Linked DNA regions of Hordeum vulgare: region 1 is linked to region 2. Evidence: chromatin contacts called from public Hi-C data. All regions are on one chromosome and are shown on one strand. The core of a region is the stretch at or near the end of the contact, and the rest is flanking DNA. Distances in the headings are between cores, read along the strand shown. Region 1 has its middle 140 kb from the start of LOC123414036. Region 2 has its middle 18 kb from the start of LOC123444706.

The links. Hi-C and Micro-C count contacts between places; a contact is called where the count stands out from the background.
Region 1: a Hi-C map of leaf shows a contact between it and region 2, with 9 times the contacts expected there. The contact joins two enhancer-like sites. A contact is called at or near these places in 2 of 6 Hi-C or Micro-C datasets (leaf and seedling).

Annotation. Positions count from the first base shown.
Region 1 is chr1H:454,320,945-454,323,644 of MorexV3_pseudomolecules_assembly, reverse strand. No RefSeq gene overlaps it. Among protein-coding and RNA genes, the nearest start is that of LOC123414036, 140 kb to the right of the region's middle. Within about 2 kb of position 1,349, at least 2 of the 3 cell types and tissues checked have open chromatin away from gene starts, as enhancers often do. A contact at or near this core is called in leaf, where this site is marked.
Region 2 is chr1H:453,932,587-453,935,286 of MorexV3_pseudomolecules_assembly, reverse strand. No RefSeq gene overlaps it. Among protein-coding and RNA genes, the nearest start is that of LOC123444706, 18 kb to the right of the region's middle. Within about 2 kb of position 1,421, at least 2 of the 3 cell types and tissues checked have open chromatin away from gene starts, as enhancers often do. A contact at or near this core is called in leaf, where this site is marked.

The sequences.
Region 1 (2,700 bases), core at 100-2,599, 390 kb before region 2:
TCCGACCACCTTCGGCGGAGGAGGAAATCACCACCACTATAATCCTCGTGATACGTGACAGAATCAAGAAACCATCGCGAACCGTCACCGTAGCCGATGATAGAAAGCAGTTCGTGATGGTAGCAGCCCGCCTTTGTCAGGATCGAGCCCATGCTGCCACCTCATGCCTTCCCTGCCGAATGCAGCAGGTCTCCCGACGCTTCCCGGCTGCAGCTGCCCGCCATCATCGCCGCAAAGGACCAAGATAAGGCCGTCGCCTCAGATCCCGAAGGTCAGAGGAGGTCCGCCGGCGACAGGGGACGAAGAGGGAGGCGCGGTCGATCGAGAGGGACGTCGGTTGTGGTCGTCCGGTGCGGCCCGACGTCAGCCGCACGGGGTCGGCCACACTAGGCGGAGGAAGGGGCAGTATGATCTGAAAGGAATGCAACGAATCACTAAGGGAGCATTCGATCGGACTCGAAACTCTGTTAAATGGACTGCCGGCATTGCAATAGGTCATTCCACCATGAGGCGGTCGATGGGAGGGCGAGCAGCAATGGTTGTAACCAAGCAGCAGGCTCCGGCTGATGGTTGTCTTCAGATGAAGGTAGATGCCAGCTTCTCGGACACAAGTAAAGGTGCAACCGGTCTGATCTTGCGGAGTCATGAAGGTATCATGTTAAGGGACCAAGCAATCTAGTATGGTCGAGCTGCTAGTGCACTGATCATGGAGGCGCTAGCGATTCGTGATGGAGTCAGACTTGCTTGTGACTTAGGCTTGCAACAGACCATTTTCCGGGAATTGCTTCTGTTCTCCGGGAATGCCCACCTGAAGAAAACGAGCGTAGTTAGAAAATTTAGAATGCCCACCTGAAGCAACTACTCGTGACCTTTCGACGCCAGCGACCAGGCAGCAACCGATGACCTGAAAGCAACACCAGCCTAATCTCCTTCCATCGTGACACGCAAGCCAGCACCATACGAACGACTTATCCAGTTATCTCCGACCCAGGGACTCGACGCTGCCCCTCCATTTCGAGTAAGTCGCGACCCACACTCCCACCGCGATGAAAAGCACCAATGTGACAACTAACGAGATCAAATTAAATCTGATCAACAGACATGCTAGGCGCTAGGTGGGCAGAGGCTGGAGACCAAAAGATTAGGAATCTATTACAGTTGCTAGGCACTAGGTGGGCATGCCATGCCTAAGTGCAACTGTTGTGACAAAGATTTGGCAATGGAGCAACCACTCAATAAAAGAGCTGGATGCCAAAGCCTCGGGAAAGTTACAGGCCAAAAGCTTGGAGCTGCTGCGGCACAGCGTCGTTGTCAACGAGCAGCACTCAAATGATTGCGCAGCCTAACCGGGAGCCCACCGGGGGCTATGCACGTGTACATGCGGCTGTATGGATGCATGCCAGGTGATAGTGTCAGGTCCGGTGATTTATTTCCACCCGGAAAGTTTCTATTGGGCTTTCATTTGGTTCTAGACCCAGGGAAGAAGAGCCGAGCTGCTTTCCGCCGCTGCCTCCTGCCTACATTCGTTCCTGGTTGAAATGATCGACGGAAGAAAACATTTTGTTGTCAAGAAGAACTGGTTGTTGGGGATCTAGCTACGTAGGCATCCACTCCAAACCTATCTTGCATGGGCAAAATGTGTGTCTAGAACCATTTGAGTAGACTCGAAAGCGCTAGCAACAGGCACTGTTGATCAATGATGAACGGATGGCATGTCATGGTGTACGTATGGACCCAGCTAGTGTTGTGCTTCCATCTTTGTGCTCAATGTTTGATACTTTGTGCGGCTCTCTTTTGATCGGATCAAATCTTCTTGCGGGAATTGATCTGATCAATTTCGATATGATCGGCAGCGGATGCTCGATAAAGCAAAATTATAGGGGATCGGCAAGCTAACGTACGACTGTGAAATTACTCGGCGATACAATACTTTGGGTGAAGGTGTGTTTGGATCCGGCCCAAAATGTTATATTATCAATTTTTGTGTGACCCTCAAATTATTTTTTTGGCCATGACCAAATAAATTGGCTGTTCCCTAAGAAAAGAAATACGCAATGCATACCCAATCGCTCATACATTCATAATGCACGCACACTATACTTTCCTATGAACACCACGAGCTGACACATCATGTCGAGATTGACGAAGTTGTCACATACATCTTTGTAGTCGACGAAAGCATCTACGAACACACATCACCGGATAACCCGATATAAATCTAAGAAAATGCAGGCATCTAAAACATGAACCCTAATGGATTGGAAATAATACTATCCTTCTAACGATTTAACAACAGGTTGTTCGCAACAATACATTGGCTTCAACAATGTCATGATCCAAACCCTATGGTGTCAAGCTTCCCTAATGGAAAACTTTGTAGACAATAAACACGGGAAAGGAATAACTTTATTGCAAACAAATCTATGGTAGTACTCATTTGAGACCATGCATATCTTGATATGCATTTATACTAGCAGGGGTACTAATACAAGGGAACACATGGGTTTCAACATAACTAACAAAACAATGGTACAGGAAATCACTACACATTCTGTTGCTTTCATATATTTCACTGCTGAAACTGCCATATCAATTGTTGTCGTTGCCATCGGCGAAATCAAGAGTTAGCTACAACAATAGGAAATTCATCCTCAAACCGATTTATACTTCCCCTCCTGCGACAACTTGGTCATTGTACAT
Region 2 (2,700 bases), core at 172-2,671:
ACATGTATTTGAGTTTTCAATCAATACAATTCTATCATGAAAATAATAAACGATTATCATTTTTTTTAGAAAAGGAGGCTAAGCCCTGGCCTCTGCATCAAAAGATGCATAAGGGCATATTTCATTAGTAATCAGTGAGAGTTCAATAATTGTATAAGAAAATTTTGGAGGAACAACACCCTCAAGAGTAACAAACTGTCCTTCATAAGTAAATGTCAACCATCTTTGTTCCCAATCAACTCTCGAAGGACTGTGCAGAGCAAGCCAGTCAAGACCAAGTATCCCATCATAGCAATTAAGAGGTAAAATCCTGATGTAATGGACAAAGTTCAACCCGTGAGCAGAAAAATTGCATTCAGGAATGAAACTGCAACATGTCATAATAATAGCTCTATTAGCCACCTTAACCTTAAGAGGAGAACAAGGAAGACCTCCAGGGAGTGAATTAGCAACATCAGTATCAAGTAAGGAATGAGTGCTGCCAGAGTGAGTCAGGAAAGTCCTGTGCTATTCCTGAATGAACGGAGTGAGCTAGGAGCACGATCCTTACGCTCCACTCTGCAAGATCGAGTGCAGTCTGCGTACCAGTGCCTGGTGTTGGTTCCTTCCAAAAACGGTTCTGCAACGGCCTGCAAAACTCCTCCCACGTTGCATTCGGAGCACAACGTTGAAGTGCTTCCAGCCGCCTAGTTGTGGCCCCTTCAAACATAGTGGTCGCAAACTGAATCCACAGCGAGTGTTTGAAATATAATCCTCACAGCGTGATTGCGAGAGGCACGGGTTCGTACCATCAAAATGGGGTAGATCAATGCGTGGACCATGATCAAACCGGATCAGCAATTTCTTGAGAGTTATCAGTACTCCGCGCACGTGCAACAGGGTTGAGAACTGAGCGCATACCTCTGGCAGGTGGGGGAACGTAAGGACCGTGCTCCTTGCTCCGTCTCGTCGCTTCCCGCTGGTGCGACTCGGAAATTTTTAGAGGGCGTTCAATCCATACCGGTGCGGAGCTCATCGAGATCCACTCCGATCGACATCTTGAGCTCGTCGAACCTGGTCGACATGTCGTTCGTGATCGTGCGCATGGACTGCAACACCTCCTCATCTTGGCGCTTGAAGGCGGTTGTCCAGCGACTCGGCGATGTCGGCCTTAAGGAATTCGTAGATGGCCTTGATCGACGGCGACAAATTCTGCATGAATACGCGTGTCGTGGTTGTGATGAGGAATCGACGGCGCTAGGATTCGTAGCTCTCATACCAGATCTATTGTTCACTCTTATAGCATAAGTAACTCAAATCGATTACAAAGAGGGGATCGATTTCATGGGAAAGGAAGGAAAAGGAACAAGTCACACCACACACGCCATTCACTAGCCCTTCCTAGCTACGGCCGTAGCCGGTCCTCCTCAGCCACCGTCCAATCCTTTCGTGCCAGCTATTTGTACCACTGTCTAGCGGCCCCACTCTGGGCCGGCGATGAGCGCTGAAGCCATCACGTTGCGTTTGGGCCTCGGCCTAGCTTTTCCTGTGGCCTATTCGGTAAGAGCAACTCTAGCACACCCCGCAAAATGTTCTGTCCGTAAAAATTTGAACGAGTATGCGGGTTCGGCTTAATTTTTCAGTCAGAACAGCCTGCATACTCGTCCGGCCCGTAAATGTTTTTGCCGCAGCCCGCAAACCGCACACCCCGAGCAGTATAACTGCGGTTCCGCGATCATTTTGCGGGTCCAAACCCTAACCCCCCGCCGCCGCGAGCCACCCGATTCCCCTTTACCCTCTCCACATTTCTCGCCGCCGGCGACCACCCGCCCCGCCTCTAGTCGTCATGTGGAGCCGAATGTGGAGCTCCGGACGCGGCTCCGGTAGCAGATCCGGCCGTGAAAGGGACCCGGAGCGCGAGCGGCGCGTCCGGGCGGACAGCGCGAGGAAGCGCGGCGCCCGAAGGTGGACCAACCGCGGGATGTCGTCGCCGGCGAGCTTCAACCGCCGCGAGACGGAGGAGTACGACCGCTATGGCGCGTCCTTCTCCTCCGCGAGATCTTCCTACGCCAGATCCTCCTTGTCCTCCGGCACGGGCTTTCTCCCCGTGAAGAGGGAGTGGTCGGAGGACGAGGACGAGCCGGAGGAGCCGGCGTCGTTCGCCTTCGTCCCGGTGAAGGAGGAGCACGAGGAGTGTAATGCCCCGAGAGTGTATCTTTCCCTATTTGGAACCTTCCCCATGTGGGTCCAACTTGTCATTGATATGAGAGCTTCTATGTGTTATGTTTTCATGTGTCGCCTTGCATTGTTCTTCCTTTGCATGCATGCATCACTATCATTTCATGACCTTGTGTTGTTGCTTTGTGATCATCTGTGGTGTGTGATGATTTGAGTTGTGATGTGATGTGGTATGTGTTGATAAGTGGAGTGGTGCAATTGCTAGTAGGTAACTATGTGGTTTGCGGCTTCAAAACCCTCTTCCTCTTATTTATCTCAAGGTCAAGTTTCTCTTATCCCATCCTTGTTTTAAAAATGCCCGTGTGTTAGCATTACTTTTTGGTGGACATGAGATGTGGTTTTGCTGTTTTGAAAAGGTGTTTTAATGGTGCAAATAATTACAAAACAGATCCAATAATATTGTTTTGTAAATATTTAGTTGCTCCAAATAATCCTTTTGTATTCAAATAGGTCATAATTTCTTATGACCAGAGACATTTTTGT